Regions from separate parts of the Sus scrofa genome. Here region 1 is linked to region 2. A link is a contact called in public HiChIP or PLAC-seq data. All regions are on one chromosome and are shown on one strand. Each heading gives the region's core, a stretch centred on a gene start, on an enhancer-like site or on the middle of the called end of the contact. The rest is flanking DNA. Distances are from core to core; before and after follow the strand shown.

Region 1 (3,568 bases), core at 877-3,376, 240 kb before region 2:
GGAAAGAGAGACCCGGTCTAAAGACTGTGTTTTTTGTAAGCCTCGGGCTCTCGCCTAGACAGGATCCTAATCAGGAACCTTTCTGTTACGTCGGGGAATAGATTTCCATTTTTGTCCAGTTCAGTGTGAGTTGAAGTTCCGTCTTTTCACAACTGAATTCGGGTTGCTTACAACTTCATTTCCCATTAACATAAAATAGTGTGGGCTGGAGCGTGGAGTGAGAAAGCGAGCGGGTGGGCTCTCAGCTCTTGGGCTTGGAGAAGGTGTTTCACCTTGGCAAAGTCAAGGGCCCGGGTCTCGGCTCCCTCATCCGGCAGCTTGTACGGAAGGACCCACCAGGACCTTTCCAGCCCTGGACCCCTTCTGGGGGGCAGCTGATGGCCATGGTGGCTGCCACCGTAGGAGTTCCCAAGAAGGAATGCTTGTCCTGCAATGCACACGTGGTCTTCTCACCGGGTTCAACACCCACAAAATCCCCTATTTCATCACACAAAGCACTTCTAGAAAGTTTGGGGTTTTATTCATAAGTAATTACCACTTCCATTTCCAGCCCCCTTTTCACTCTTTCCGTCTTGCTGCCTCCTAAGCTGGAGTTGGGATGAAGCCGTGTCCACTCTGCCTCTGCCGCCTCACCTGCTGAGCAGCCCTGCCCCAGGTCTGTGCGTACTGGAACGCGCCATCAGTTGGCTTGTCACCTGGAGAGGATGAACCTTTGTTACCTGTTTACAAACCAGAGTAAGACCACTGAATTGGAGAAGGGGAGGTGGAAACCAGGGACCCCACCCACACCAGTGTGTTACCTGCAGTGCCACCCACCCCAAACTACTGACATGTTTTGTTCCAGGCCCGTGTGTCTGGAGGGCCAGGTGCAGCAGGAGTGTTTCAACTGTGGGCAGGTGGTTCTCAGTTCTCAAAGTCGGGTGGTAGAGGGTGCTCTCCTGAGATGCACCCCTTGACCCGGGATGTCAGCAGAGTCGTGGAAACAAAAATAAGGCAGCCAGAAAGGGGCTCCCTGGGACTGGTGAGTTGTTCGTTGCCGGTGTTTTCTGGGGCAGGCAGGTCAGATGTGTCCGTCGCCGTCGCCAGGGAGGAAAGGCTAGGCCTCCAGGGTGCCCTGGGCACAGGCCTGGGCCCGAGTGCAGCAGTGACCCGGTGGAGCCTCCTTGGAGCTCCAGCAGGGAATCGAGCCAGGGCATCAGAGAGGGCCAGGGTCCAGGGCACCGCAAAGGGCGCGAGAGTGGAAACAAGCCCGAGCTGGCTCCCTGCGGCCAGGGCTGGCCTTTCCCCCCTCCTGGGAGTAGGGGGACCCGACCCACCTCCCTCACTCCCCAGCCAGGCACTCTCAGCCCCACCCCGGCTGCCCCCCAACTCCTCGGCTGAGCTGTCCCGGCCCGCTTCCCCTGGACTCCAGGTTGCGCCAAAGCCCGCAGAGCCCGGACCCCCGAACCCACTTCCCTAAGCCGGCTGCACCGCCCACGGCTACAGTCCCGCCAGCAGTCCGCCCGCCTGGGCTGGGGGGGCGGGAATTCCGGGAGCCGGGAGCTATTTTTACAAGATGCGTCAGCAGACCGGGGAGGAAGAGCGGGCTCTGGGGCCCATTGTCTGGGCGCGGCGCGGGAGGGGACTCCGAGGGCGATTCCGAAAGCGCGGAAGGCGGGAAAGCGGCCCGCCAGGCGGGGAGGTCCACGCCCGACCCCCGGCCGCGCGAGGGGCGGGGCGGGGGCGGGGCCGAGGGGCGGGGCGGGGGCGGGGCCCGCGAGGGGCGGAGCTGGGCGCCCTCCCGCCGCTGCAGGCTTGCGGCGGCGGCGGCGGCGGCGGCGGCGGCGGCGCGGGGACTGCGGGGACAGCAAGGCGGCCGCGCCGGCAGCTACGCCCGGGGAAGCCCGCGCCCCGCCTGCGCCTGTGAGGCGCGCCCGGGAGCGGGAGCGGCCCCGCGGCGCCGCCCAGGTCGAAGCGCTCGCCGGACGCCCGGAGCCCGGAGCCGGCAGCCGCGGAGATCCCCGGCAGCGGCCGGAGCGCGGGGGCGCGGCCGAAGGAAGCCGCAGAGCGAGCCGGGGCCGGGGGAGGGCGCTGGGCGCGAGCATCCCGTGCTGCGGGAGCGGAGGCGGCTTCGAGAAAGACAAAAGCCCGCCGAGAGACGCGATGCCCGGCGGGCCCGGGCGCGGGGACCGCGGCGTCTGAGCGCGCAGAGTCGTGCGCCCCGCGGACGCCGAGGCCAGGCGGGTGTCCGCGGCGGAGGGCGGCAGGAGGGGCCCAGGTGCGCCCGGCCGCGTCGGGCCCGTAACTACTCGGGGGGCGGCGCCCTCCCGCCGCAGCCGCAGTGGCCAGCGCCGCAGCGAGGAGCCATGGGCAACATCTCCTCCAACATCTCGGCTTTCCAGTCCCTGCACATCGTCATGCTGGGCTTGGACTCGGCCGGCAAGACCACTGTGCTCTACCGGCTCAAGTTCAACGAGTTCGTGAACACGGTGCCCACCATCGGCTTCAACACGGAGAAGATCAAGCTGAGCAACGGCACGGCCAAGGGCATCAGCTGCCACTTCTGGGACGTGGGCGGCCAGGAGAAGCTGCGGCCGCTGTGGAAGTCGTACAGCCGCTGCACGGACGGCATCATCTACGTGGTGGACTCGGTGGACGTGGACCGGCTGGAGGAAGCCAAGACGGAGCTGCACAAGGTGACCAAGTTCGCCGAGAACCAGGGCACGCCGCTGCTGGTCATCGCCAACAAGCAGGACCTGCCCAAGTCGCTGCCCGTGGCCGAGATCGAGAAGCAGCTGGCGCTGCACGAGCTCATCCCGGCCACCACCTACCACGTCCAGCCGGCGTGCGCCATCATTGGCGAGGGCCTCACCGAGGGCATGGACAAGCTCTATGAGATGATCCTGAAACGCAGGAAGTCCCTCAAGCAGAAGAAGAAGCGGTAATGCGCCCGGCAGCGTTCCCGGAGCGAGGGGGAAAGCGAGCGAGTGAGTCGGGAATGAATGAATGAAAGGCTGGATGGTTGAGCGAGAACCCGCGCGCCCGCGAACAAAGACAGCGAACCAAAGCGACGCTTCCAATTTTTAAAGCGGAATCTGTGCACCCAAATGCAGGACTAGTGACTTGGCCCGGGTATGTAGGCAGACTTGCCAACCTGCGCTCGACCTGCCCCCCACCCCCGGCTCGGGGGACCTTTTGTCTGAACGCCAGAGCTTCTGCTGGGGAGGGGGGCCCCTCTGGGGAGTGGACGTGCAGGTTTGGCCATCCGCCCTCCGGGCCCAGGTGGAAGGCTCAGATGGCAGAGACAAAAAGCGATTTCTTCCCACTCCAGCAGGGCCAGAAGTTCGGGCTACCCCGCCCTCACTGGGGATCGCACCTGTGAGTTACCAGAGGTATGCCGCTCCCATAACCCCGGGAATCCCATTTGGGGGCCTGGTGGCAGTGGGAGGTGCTGGGGGGACCGCCTGTCCTTGCAGTCATGGGCTGTGAAAGCTGGAGAATTTTCTGTCACAGGGGCAGGCCCCTGTGAAAATCCATTTGTCCTGCTCTGGGCCCCCAGTGAAGTGGTGGCTTGGGCCATCAGAGGACT
Region 2 (3,987 bases), core at 1,138-3,637:
ATCCATGAGGATGCAGGTTCAATCCCTGGCTTCACTCAGTGGGTTAAGGAGCCAGCATTGACATGAGCTGTGGTGTAAGTCGCACACTTGGCTTGGATCCCATGTTGCTGTGGCTGTGGCATAGGCTGCAATTGGACCCCTAGCCTGGGAACTTCCATAGGCCACAAGTTTGGCCTTAAAAAGAAAAAAAAAAAGAAATAGAGATTTTTTTTTTTTTCAGTGGATTTGCACTGGACAAATACAAGTTTCAACATGGTTGCAGCTAGATTGATATGCAATTTCTCCAGTTCAGCAAGGTAATACGCTGATGGTCCTCCGAGGGCACTACCGTAAAGAGCTGATCGACATTAACGATTTATCAATAAGCAAAGTTTCTTTTCCACACTGATTGCAACCTCTACACCATGGAATGATTTGCCTTTCCAGAGAAGGGGAAAAAATAGATCTACTGCTATATATAGAAAATTCATAATTAGTTGGGAAGAAAAGTTCACGCCAACTTTTAAAATATGCTTTAATTATAAAGGCATGGGCAAGCTATGTTAAAGAAAAATTGTTCATGGATTTTGTTAGAGAACAGTAAGGCAGGCTATTCAGGAGACAAGGAACAGGGTGGGGTCGGTGGGTGGAAAATTACTGAGAAAAATCACTAGAAGGAAGAGGGATTCTGGCTAAACTGACTTGACAAGATTTTTGCTGAAGGCAAGCCTGGGTGATAAGGGATCAGGGCTGGGGGGTGGAGGGTGCTGGGTGCTGAGGAATTTGACCAGATATCCTGGGTGATCAGACACCGAATTTAAAAAAAAAACACTTTCTTTTACTCTAATCACAGCACTTCTGTTGTTAACTGTGAGCGGCCCCCCACCCCCAATTCTCCAGATACCAACGGGGTGTCCTACAATTCAATTCTGACACAAATTGATGCCGGAAAGATCTTACCAAAATCCGGGTTCTTGTTCATGGGGTCGAAGCGTGAACTTTGCAAACACACAAGCAGCAAGCAAGCAACGTCTTTATTACAGGAAAGCAAACAGCTCCCAGGACAGACTGGGAGGGGGAAGAAGAGTCCCCCTCATGCCCCACCCCCGCCCCTTTGCCCTATAGGGGGTTTTATCCCTTAAAGATGGGGGGTACCAACATGGGCTCCACAAAGATGTGGTTTTCTCCCCTTCCCTTGCCCGGTTACCTCTATCCATCCTTGTCCAGTAGGGGTCTGATGGGTGGAAATGTGCCAGAAGTCTCATGGTGTCTTTGCCCTTCTCTTCCCATAAACTGAGTCACAGAGGGTTAGAGATAAATGTCCATCTAGGTGTAGGCACACCCCCTGTAGTACACAAGGTCTGTGGGGTGTTCTCCCTGGAGCCCTTAAGCCACAAATGTTAATCAGTAGCCCCATCAAAGAAGGCATGGAAGCCCACACTCCTACTGATGACCTGAGGGATTATTCTGCCTCACACCCACTGATATTTCATTCCAATCACACCTCTGGCCCCAGGACTTACTGAAGTTCAGACATTTTGTGTGTCTCAGCACAGAAGGAATTCAGTAAGAGGCAAAGTGATAGGCAATACTTAGCTTTATTGCGAGACATGGACAAAGCGCGAGAGCCTCCTGGAAGAAACACATTCCATATAAGCAAGGCAGTCTGTCTCAAAAGGTGAGAGAGCGAGAGCAGCCCTGAGATATCAGGGTGGTTAATTTGTGTGGGCTGGGTAATTTCATAAGCTAACGAGTGGGAGGATTACTCCAACTGTTTTGGAGAAGGGGTGGGGACTTCCAGGAATTGGCCCATGGTCCACTTTTTGGCCTTTTATGGCTGGCTTCAGAAGTGTCCTGGTTTTGGTGGGTGTGTCGTTAGCAGGCTAGTGGTTGCAGTGAGTGTATAGTGAAGCTCAAGATCCACTGGCAGTTGGATCTTCTGCCATCTTGGACCTAGTTGGTTCTACCAGGTTTGTCCTGTACTGAAGGACTACATCATTCTTTCAAAGGTTGTGCCCTGCTCCCTTTCCTCCTGTTTCACCAGCATCTCCATGGGCTCACCAACTGGAAGCTCTCCCAACCCCAATATATAGGGTATTATCTGGAAGCATGTTTGCGTAGATAACTGGCCATTCATGATTAACTCAACCTCTAGTCTCTCTTTCCTTGGAGTTGAGTTGGGGGTTGCTGAAAGCTCTAGTCCTCTAATCACTAGATTAGTTTCCCTGGAAACCAGCCCCCATGCTGAGGCTGTCCGGGAGCCCTCCCTAAAGCCCTGGTCATCTCATTTGGATATAAATAGACTCTTATCACTTGGGAGATTGGGTTTTAGACACTGAATGCCAGGAAACCAGGACAGAGGCCAAATGTATGCATCTTATTACATCACACCAAGGGTGGGGGCTTCTTGGTAAACTGACGCATCAAGATTCTTTCTAAAATTGGACTAACTAGGCCAAGGACAGAGGCCAAAGGCAAGGCCTGCTCAAAAACAGAACTCGGAAGAGCCTGATTAAAGGGTGTCTAAGGACAGACTCTGCCAGTTTTTAACTGATACTTGAGATATTGCTGAAAAAGAAAAGTTTATACAATGGGAGACTCTATGCATTCCACGAGAGAGGGGCAGTGGCAGGCCAGCTCCTGTCATCGTCCCTGGCACACAAGCAGCTGCTCAGTAAATATTTACTTAATAAATGGATGAATGCTACTTTTAAAAATTGGTGGTTATTTGTTGTATTTATTGGAAGGCATTTTTTTTTTTTTTGGCCATGCCCGCAGTACTCAGAATTTCCCAGGCTAGGAATCGAACCCAAGCCACAGCAGTGACAAAGCCAGATCGTAATTGCTAAGCCACTAGGGAACTCTTTTTTTTTTTTTTTTTAAGTTTAATTTATGTTGGCAGCAAATATTATGAATGCGGATTCACTATTTATACAATGGTTATTGTGAAAATTAATCACTTCACTAAAATGGAGTCAGGAGCCAGAAGGGAGGGGCTCTTACACATGCCACTCACATCAATATAGACCCCAACAGGAGGAATCCGATCCTTGCATTTCCAGTGGGAGGTGACATGTTTCTCTACCTTCAGCAGGATCCATCACTGCATCCCAGATATAGAAAACAGTGACTGGTACAGGGCTGGTGCCCCAAATCTTTAGTATATGAACTTATAAAAAGATCTGAGAAGATCCAAGCATGGGTGCAAGGAAATGGCACCTTCCCTACCAACAAGGTAATTTGGCAAAATTTTATTGCATGGGAGCTGCTGTCAGAGGAAGTCAGCCTGCTCCACCTCTAAAGCCCCATCCACAGCAACCTTCCCACCCCACACCCTGAAAACCACAGGACAGAAATTAAGAGAGGGCTCTGGGTGGTGCATTGCACCCTGGGAGATGTAATTCAAACAACAAAACACAGGACTCAACTCTGCACAGGGGGTTTGTTGCTTTTCCTGCATTCTGTTGTTTCTGAACACCAGAAACAGTGCTATTCTCATAAATAACTAACAGTTGGCTTTTTGAAATGGGAGAGAGAGAAAAAAATCCTGATTTGTAGCATTTCCCTATTCCTATGTGTAAAGACTCCCACTGGAGTCAATGTCAAGCTACTAACATGAATTCGCTGAATAGGAAGGAGTTGGGAAGATTTGTACACAACTGGGTCTCGTAAACCCATGCAGGCCACGTCCACACATTGCTGGAAAGGGAAGGGCATCCAGGGTCTCAGAGGCTCAGGATTCCACGTGGCTGAGATATCTGCAGTGAGTCTGACTCTCCTTCCAGACACATGGGCATGTTCAATAACTTTAGCGAGGTTCTGACTGAGCCCTCAACCTCCCTAGCTGGTGGAGGTGTTACCTTTGGTCCTGCTTGTGTCTTCCATTCTTCTCAGGGTGTTGTCAAGTGCGTTAGTGCCAAGGTGAAGCAGATGTCAGTGTGCCTCCCAACCCTGGCCAGGGAAAGCTTGTATAGACTCCTCCCCTTCTCTTGGTCCTCCCAGTGTACA

The links. HiChIP or PLAC-seq counts read pairs in DNA pulled down with a chosen protein or histone mark.
Region 1: an H3K27ac HiChIP or PLAC-seq map of alveolar macrophages shows a contact between it and region 2. The contact joins the promoter of ARL4C here to the enhancer-like site in region 2. A contact is called at or near these places in 5 of 47 Hi-C or Micro-C datasets (embryonic fibroblasts, epiblast stem cells, fibroblasts and 1 more) and 2 of 2 datasets of contacts at active chromatin or transcription factors (alveolar macrophages and skeletal muscle).

What each region holds. Positions count from the first base shown.
Region 1 is chr15:134,620,769-134,624,336 of Sscrofa11.1, reverse strand. ARL4C (ADP ribosylation factor like GTPase 4C) reads left to right here and starts at 2,126. Exons shown (of 1, transcript NM_001244315.1): 1 at 2,126-3,568. The coding sequence starts at 2,346. The coding sequence ends at 2,924.
Region 2 is chr15:134,384,616-134,388,602 of Sscrofa11.1, reverse strand. No RefSeq gene overlaps it. Among named protein-coding and RNA genes, the nearest start is that of SPP2, 100 kb to the right of the region's middle. Within about 2 kb of position 2,387, at least 9 of the 83 cell types and tissues checked have an H3K27ac peak or open chromatin away from gene starts, as enhancers often do. A contact at or near this core is called in alveolar macrophages, where this site is marked.